2 separate regions of the Mus musculus genome follow, and region 1 is linked to region 2. Evidence: chromatin contacts called from public Hi-C data. All regions are on one chromosome and are shown on one strand. Each heading gives the region's core, a stretch centred on a gene start, on an enhancer-like site or on the middle of the called end of the contact. The rest is flanking DNA. Distances are from core to core; before and after follow the strand shown.

Region 1 (4,015 bases), core at 1,373-3,872, 5.4 Mb before region 2:
TTACTGAGCTTATTTGGACAGAGCCAGTAGCAGGCTCCTGGGAGATCTGGGCAGCTGAGTGTCTCTCTCTGAAGGACCCTAAACACTGGGAAAGAAGGGGAAGAAAAAAGACTTGGCCAGTTCCCACCATCCTACAGGATGGGATAGTCACTGTCTATTTACATTGGCCTTCTTTAAGTTCACCCAACTGTGTAGTGGGGTAGACATCCCCAGGACTGGCTTACTGTGTGACTGTCATATACACAGGACAATGAGGGACGTGTCATTGTTAATAGAAGAGTAGAGGATAGGTGTCCACAGGAGGGCCCAGCAACAAAGGGCCACTGTGGAATAAGTGGGCATCATCTATAATAAAAGCCAGCTAGGCCAGCTCTCAGAAATCAGAGTCACCATGGGCACCAACAGATCTCTGGTCTTCATCCAGGCCTGTCCCAGAGTCCAACACAAGAGAGGACACAGACAGTCCCTACAACCCCAGGCAGAGGGCAGCTCTGGAAGGGGGTCTAGTGAGATGCTGAGCCACTCGCCTGAGGGCCAGGCCTCCTGGAACAGCCCCAGCTGGGTATCCTAGGTCGTTCATCTTCCCCCATCACACCTCAGGGAGACCATGGCCTCCTCCAGATGCTCTCGCACCCAGAGGATCGCCCCAGAACCAGTAACTGTTCTCTAAGCCTCCTCTGCACCTGCCTCCCCAGCTGCGTCTGCAAACCACTGAGCTCAGTGCAGCGCTGCCCCCAGGCCTTTGCACGGCCTAGCTGCTCAATGGACGTCTCTGCCTCCCCACGTCTCCTCGTCACTCGAACCTCAGGTCAGTGACTTCTGGGCTAACAGCTGTCCATCAGCACTGTCTGACCTGGAATCTGTCCTCTTCCCACTGAGGGGATGCCCTTGTCTATGGATTCTGAACACTGCACCCAGTAGGTATTTCAATGGGTATGCAAATACAGGGGGTGTGCAGTGGGATAAGACCAAGGTGGGGACTACATACCCAGGACACCAGGCCTGGCCAGGACCACGTGGCCAGTGAAATGAAGGACAGCTGGCAGGCTTGTCCCTTCCCACCAAGCCTCCCAACCTCAGAGCCTGGACCAAAGATAGAGATGATCAAAAGTCACCACTTGGGATGCCCCTCCCCCAAGAGAAGGAAGGTTCTCAGGGGATCCCCCCCACCCCCGCAGCCCACCTCAAGGAAGATAGCACATGCCAAGAAAGAACCAGGATTACTTCTGTCTGGGAACATAAACCAAGGAAACCGAGTGGCCAGGAGCGAGCTATCCAGGGTCTGCATGCAGCTGGGGGGCCGAGGGTACCAACACAAGCCTGCAATCCCAGACTTGGGCAGCAGCAGAGACCATACAGGTCTCTCAGGCACTCAACTCAACCTTCCCTAACTGCTGTAGACCTGTTCTTCCCCACATGGGCTTTATGCACCAGCTGGGGCAGCCTATGGCTCTTGCTAGCTCCTAAAGCTTAGAGAAGAGGGTTCCTGGTTTTCCTCGTATTGCTCGGTGACTCTCTAGTCTAGCCAGTGGTCAGTGGGGGTTGGTGGGGGATGAACACTAACCAGTACTTCTGAACACAGCATGCTCCTACACGGTAAAGGGCAGGTGGGCTTCTTGTTCGTGTTTATCCTGGCTGCCTCCCTCTGGAGGCCCTCCAGGATCCTTAAGGATGTAGCCTCACCCTGGCAAAGACTTCCTGAATGATGTCTCTGGACTCTCTAGGGGACTCTCTGGTCACAGACCTGCTGAGCTGTTGGCCAGAAACCACGCACACACTCTCCAGATCACCCTAGCCTGCATGGCCTGATGGTCTCTATATCATCTCTGGAATCTTTGAGGACCAGGACCCATCCTTCTGCTCCCGTGCTCAGCGGGCTTATGTGCCGTATCCTGTGGATTCTCTGGGTGTTGCCTCCCAGCTGTGAACACAGGCCTAGGATCCCAAATTAGCCTGACTCTGTCCATCCAAATGCCCTCGTCTTGGCAGGCCAAGGGAAGAGCAGAGGGAAGATCCCCTGGTATCAGCGGGGTGTACTGGGCCTAGGAAAGCATCACAGCTAAGGTGTCCCTGCCCTAGCCAGGCCGGGACACGGTGCAGTCAGCCTTACCCTGGGCTCTGCACTCTCAGCTACAAGGTAGACACCTGGCCCACTGTGCTTGATGCTCCTTGGCTACACTTGGGGTTGGCTGTGGTTTAAATACTTTAGCCCATTCCACTGGGACTTCTGCACTATCTCAGATTCACTCGGTATCTCGTGGGAAGGCAAGATTATTGGGCTGAGCCAAGGCTGACCCCACTCTGAAGGTCTGGCCTCACAGAGACAGCCAATCATCTCCTGACCCTGGCACAGCCTCTGAGGTGGGGGGAGTCTCAGCCCAGGGCTGTGTGAAGCTGGATCGCAGGACGGCATGTCCTCGGTGTACACAGCAAATGCTCTGGACCTACCAGTGGTCCTCCTGGGACAATCAATGGCCACCACTGTGCCAAGGGACAGCCTCTGTTCCGACCCAGACTGGGTTCTCATGTTCACTTCCTCCAGCACAGGACAGAGGCTTGGAAGGATGCTTGTCTGGGAAACCCCAGCACATCTAGGGGTTTGCACTCAGGGTCGTATCGTAAGCTACAGTCTCCAGAAACCGGAAGTCTCCAGAAACAGGGGGGAGGGGAGACACTGAGAATGAGGAGGCTATACCTTGACCTACCCATAGCTGGCTGAGACAGGGCTGTGTGACCCCCAGGGCCCACCCAACTCCCCAAGGCAGACGAAAAGCCAGGACAGACACAAGGCTGCCAAGAACCCAGGCCACAGGTCCCACAGGGTTCGAGGTCCCTCCTGGGGCAGGGCAGGCCCAGCTGGCAGTGTCCGTGGGAACAGTCCCCAGGCCCTGTCAATCACACTTAGACCAGCCAATGGACAAATGCCTGGGGCAGTTGGATACGCTTGGCCTGTAAGGCAGAAGCCCAGGTTCCTAGGCCTAAACAGCCAGTCTAATGAGCTGATATGGAGGTCCGAGAGGACTTCTGAGGAACAAACGGACCAGAGGCCTGTGGAAGGGGAATAGAGGGGTCCGAAGGGCCCAGACCACTGGTACTATTTGTGCTCTGTGATCTCTCTACTTCTCTCTCCTCTGCCCCCACTCCCAGGGGCCCCTCCCTTCCCAAGGCCACATCTGCTTCCTGCACCTCTTCCGCTTCCTGCCCTGAGATCACTCCTCCCCCATGCAGCCTCCACCTGGTGGTCCGTGCAACGTGTGTCCCCTCCTGTTCCCAGGATCCCACACACATCACACAGACCACCCTGGGATGGAGCCCCAAGTGGCTTTGCCTGAGTCCTGTGATCAGCACTATTGGGCCTCCTCTGGGCGGGGGAGGGGTGGACAGACGGTCAGATGGCTCCTAGATGAAATGTCTCAACCCCACTCCAGCCACACACCCGGCTCCCAGCCCTGCCTGGCTCTGTTCTCCCAGCTCCCTGCCCCCTTGCTCCACTGGGGGACTCCACAGCACAGACCCCCAAGCCGCTGGCTGTCCTCACAGGCCTGAAGGGGCCCCTGGGGACGGCCCTTCCGGTGACTTCCTGCCAGGGAGGCTAAGCGAGGGTAAATAAGCCCTCCAGATGGCTTCCTGCACTGGCCAGTCGTGGGAACTACAGCTAGTAGGAGGAGACAAAGGGGTAGGGGGGAGCAGGAGGGCCTGCCTCGCAGTAGCTGAGGACTCCCGAAGTCCCTAAACAGAGACTTCACACCTTCTGACAGGGGAGGAAACTGAGGTCCTCGCAGTCAAACGGCAGCAGACAAATGTCAGCCGTCAGCGTGGTGCAGTCCTATGAGCTAATCATCGCCTCTCTGTCACTGAGGGAACTGGGTGCCACAGCTGTTCTGGGTTCCTCCCACACACACCTGGGGGTGCCTTCTCTGGCTCACCACAAACAAAAGGACCAAGAGAGCTGGCTCAGGCCACTCTGCAGAGGCATAACATCAGCCTGCCTTCCACTTGACACTTCCACCTGCAG
Region 2 (4,062 bases), core at 595-3,094:
AATTTTCATTGGTCTCCTCATTTCTTGTTCTGCCTAGCAACTTGTTACTGTCAGCACTTAATTCTACTGCACAGGAGTAACCTTGAAGTTTCAGCTACTTTTGAGAGTAGTCCAACGCGTGTAAGATATCTTAAGTTCTCATATGCCAGAGTTGGTCAACTCTGCTTCTAAGAACCTTATAGGCAGGGAGCCTAGCCAGCAGTTTGCTAGGTGGCTGCTTAAGTCGTCCTGTGTGTGATATGAAAAAGAGGTAGGGTATAGCCAAATTGAAATGGACATGCTTCCTTCCTGTATGGCTTTTCAGGCCAAGGAAGAAGGCCGATGACCTAAGTTTAAAGAAATAGGTATTATGTGATACACTGGACCAAACATGGATGTTCAGTGTGGACTTTTGCAGATGGCAGAACATGAAGCCTGTGAAGAACTGTGTCCAAAGAGAGGTATGCCAGCAGCTCTGGAAAAGAGACTGATACATTCCAACTGAGTAATTCCAGCAACCTTTTGGGAATTTAGAAGGGCCACATAAATACTACTAGTTTTGGAAGAAAGTAGAGAACTCAAGAGTGTATCTGCGGAGCTTGGGTCACATTCTCTATCAAGGCCAGGCTTAGATTTGAGGTTCAAAAGCAGAAACAGCAACAGTAGAAATAGTCCTGCAATAGCCAAGAGACTCTGGGAGGCAGACTGTAATTAAGGGGTAACTTAAAAAGAGTTTCAATCAGAGGTTTGAGGACTGAGGAGGTAACCAGCTAGTCTGAAATCTAAGGAGCCTGCCTTCCCCAGATCTGGTCATTGCATGCCTGCAGGTTGGACAACAAACTTCTTTCCCACTTGACCACTGGAAAATGCCGGTTAGCTAAATTACCTTTTCTTCATATACCTACACATTTGAAGAGCACCTTTAAAGAAAACGTGCAGTAAATTAACACCGGTTGAGGAATCAGAGGAAAGGGCAATTTTGTTGATTTTTTTGTGGGTGGTACAGAACCGTTCTCCTCAAATAACTTAAGGGTCCAGCCCTTTAAGTTGAGCATTCTAAACCTCTGCGGGAACGAGACAGCATGAGATTGAGAAGTGATTCCATAGTCACAGGGGAAGATCTTTAACGGGAAAGAGTGTTCCCTGCAAATTTTTATTCTCCTCTTCCTAAAAGGTGGCTTCATAAGCCACAGGACCCTTGAACTTTAAAGGCTATGACAGTAATCCACTGTGATCATTTAATGTCACTCCAGGGAAGGTGGCCGATGCTTTTTTATCCTAACACACACTGCTCTTGAGTTCTAGGCTAGCCTGGTGGTCTACATTATTGAGTTCCAGGACAAAGAGGGCTCCATAGTGAGACTCTGTCTCAGAAAACCACGAGTCCCTTGTACCCACTTGCAAAATTCTTAGGCCATGTACTCCACAATAGCAGCTAGATGTTTAGTGTTTACCACGCACCAGGGAAGTCATTACGCAAGTTCTCTCTTTTAGTACTAACGATCATCTTGTGACAGATTTTCTTAGTATCCCCCCCACCCCTTTTTTCTTTTTTTTTGGCTGGGACATTCAGTTCAGAGTGTTTAACGTGCATGCCCATGATCACACAAGGAGGTGGGAAGAAGTAAACCGTTCTAAGCAGCCACGCGGTCCCAGTTCGACACGCTCTGACCTGTCCCCAATGTCCAGCCTCTTTCTGCTACTCTCTGAACGTCCTCCTTCACCTCGCCCAACTCGGGCTCACACGCCCCCTTTCCCCAGACATGCTCAGTGATGGAGGGAGAGTTTTCGCACTACCTCAGGATATTTTTCACGCAACCTAGCAACCAAGGGCGCCCGCCCCTAGCACCTCCTCTCCATATTGGCCCAATTCCGGGGGACCGCAAGGAGAAGGAGGAGTTTCCTGGACGCCTCGTTACCGCCCAGCGCCCCCCGCGCTGCGGGTGCGTGCGCACGCGCGCTCAGTGAGCACGTGAGCCCCGCCTCTTAACGTGCCGAGGGGGGCGGGTACAGGAAGCGGGAAGAGAGGGGTGGAGGCTGCCGTTGCCATGGCAGTGACGTCAGGCGTCGGGGAACGAACCCGGCCCCTTCCCACTCACACACACGCGCGCGCGCGCGCACACCCAGAGCCATGCACACGCGCGCGCGCACGGCCGCTCTCCTCAGACACACTGGAGGGAAAGGTCAAACTAAAGGCGAACGAACGGAGAGAACGCAGCGAGCGGCCGCCGCGCCGTGCGCCATGACGGACGCGGCCGGGCCGGCTTCCCAGCGGCCGCCGCCCGCGCCCCTCGCCCGCGCGTGCTCGCGACCCCCTCCCCGGCCGCGACGGGCGCGCGACGGGCGCGAGGCGCGCGCGGGCGGGCGGGCGGGAGGTGGACTCAGCCGGGCGGGCGGGCGGGCGGGCGACGGGCGGCGGCCTCTCGTCGCGCGTCTCCGGCCTCGCGCGGTCGGTCGGCGAGAGCGGCCAGGTGAGTGCGACGGGCGCTGGGCGCGTGCGGTGCGGGGCGAGGCGCGGCCTGGGAGGCGCGGCTGACAGGCGCTCGGCCGGCGGGGGGCGGCGCCGCCCCTCGGGCTCGGCAGCGGCTCGGCCCCGCGGCCCTGGGGCAGGTGGGCCCCCGGGCGGCCGCAGCCGGGAGTCGCCGAGGCCACGGGAAGGGCTCGGGACACTTCGGAAACTCCGGCCCGCGGCGAGCTGCCCTCCCGTCCGGGCCGGCGAAGTGCATTTCCCCGCCAAAGTCGCGCGGAGCCAGGACCGGCGCTGGGGGGCTGAGGGCTGAGGGGCCGCAGCTCGGGGCCGGACCGGGTCGCAGACCCACGGACCCCGCCTTTGGGGGACCTGGCACGCCCGCTGGTCGTTGCCATGCCAGTGCCCAGTGTTTGTTGCTTGTGGTTATTTCAGGACGAATGGTTACCAAAAAGTTACTTGGAAGAGAGGGAACTGCTTGAATTGTCATGAGTTCTTTTCCTGTGTGTGCAGGAAATAGGTTAATCTCTCCCTCTCGCACGCCGGCCGACAACTGATTCTTGCCGGTTGCACTTTAAAAAATAAATGCAAACGCTCCGAAATGCGGTAGCGTCTGGGTGAAGTTTCAGGTGTCAGGCTCCACGTTTCACGGGAAGAAACGAGAAGACACCGGAGTACTTGATAGGCTCCGGCACCCCCAGCTTTGGGGCTGGTCCGAGCAGAGTTTAGTTTTGGCTGGCAAGGTTAAGTAATCACGTTGACCCAGTGCCACCCATCAGTGCACAGCTTCCCTCAGAGGAACTCGGGACTCTTCCAACCCAGGTCTTTTCGGACTGTCAGTCGCTAATCCGGACCTTCCTTTCTTCATGGATACATGTTTTGTTTTGTTTTGTTTTTTCTTTCTTTTTAGTTTTAGCAGGATCATAATGCGCGCATGGATCCTGCCTCCTTCTCAGACATTAAAGTGATTTTCCTACATGAACGGCTCTCCAGGAGATGACTTTGAGAATACCAGGCACGCACTCGGACCTGGTGTGCCTTTATTTGGGAGTTTGGAAATTTCCAGTGTAGTGTGTTCAGATTGATAAGAGATGCCTCACCCCCCCCCCCCCAGTAAAAACCAGTCTAAACAGGTGCCAGGTGTATATTAAACTTTAGAAGACTCCCCGGTTTGTGAAAGGTGTAGTGGGTTATAGTGAAGGAACAGCCAGAAGGACACCCTTCTGTAAATTTGATGTAAGTTAGAAGGCTTAGTAAATTCAAGTTTTGATTCTCACCCTGAGCATTTCTGATATATGAGTGCTTTTCCTTTTAATTCTGAATATATGATTGTCACTTTCAAAAAGTTCTCTCAGTGGAGAACCCTCACTCTGAAATTGAGTCCCTGTGGTGTGGCATGAAGCCCAGCCCTGGAGGTTCTCGGAGAAGGAAGGGAAGGTTAGTAGGCCATCTTGTTACTTGTTCCTCAGCAGTCAGTGTTGTACCTCCTCCTAATCTTGCTTCCACTGGCCCTTACAGACAAGGATCTGCATACTATCCTGTAGTTGGGTGATTAGTTGTCACAACCTCCAAACAGTTCCTGTAACATATAAGGAATTTTGTTTGTTTGGTTTTCC

Evidence for each region. A called contact is a pair of places that touch in the nucleus more often than the background predicts.
Region 1: a Hi-C map of CD4 T cells shows a contact between it and region 2, with 7 times the contacts expected there. The contact joins two enhancer-like sites. A contact is called at or near these places in 3 of 484 Hi-C or Micro-C datasets (CD4 T cells and CD8 T cells).

The regions. Positions count from the first base shown.
Region 1 is chr15:73,731,813-73,735,827 of GRCm38.p6, reverse strand. It overlaps a transcript of Ptp4a3 not described here. Among named protein-coding and RNA genes, the nearest start is that of Ptp4a3, 14 kb to the left of the region's middle. Within about 2 kb of position 2,622, at least 29 of the 459 cell types and tissues checked have an H3K27ac peak or open chromatin away from gene starts, as enhancers often do.
Region 2 is chr15:68,361,258-68,365,319 of GRCm38.p6, reverse strand. No RefSeq gene overlaps it. Among named protein-coding and RNA genes, the nearest start is that of Mir30d, 22 kb to the right of the region's middle. Within about 2 kb of position 1,844, at least 408 of the 459 cell types and tissues checked have an H3K27ac peak or open chromatin away from gene starts, as enhancers often do.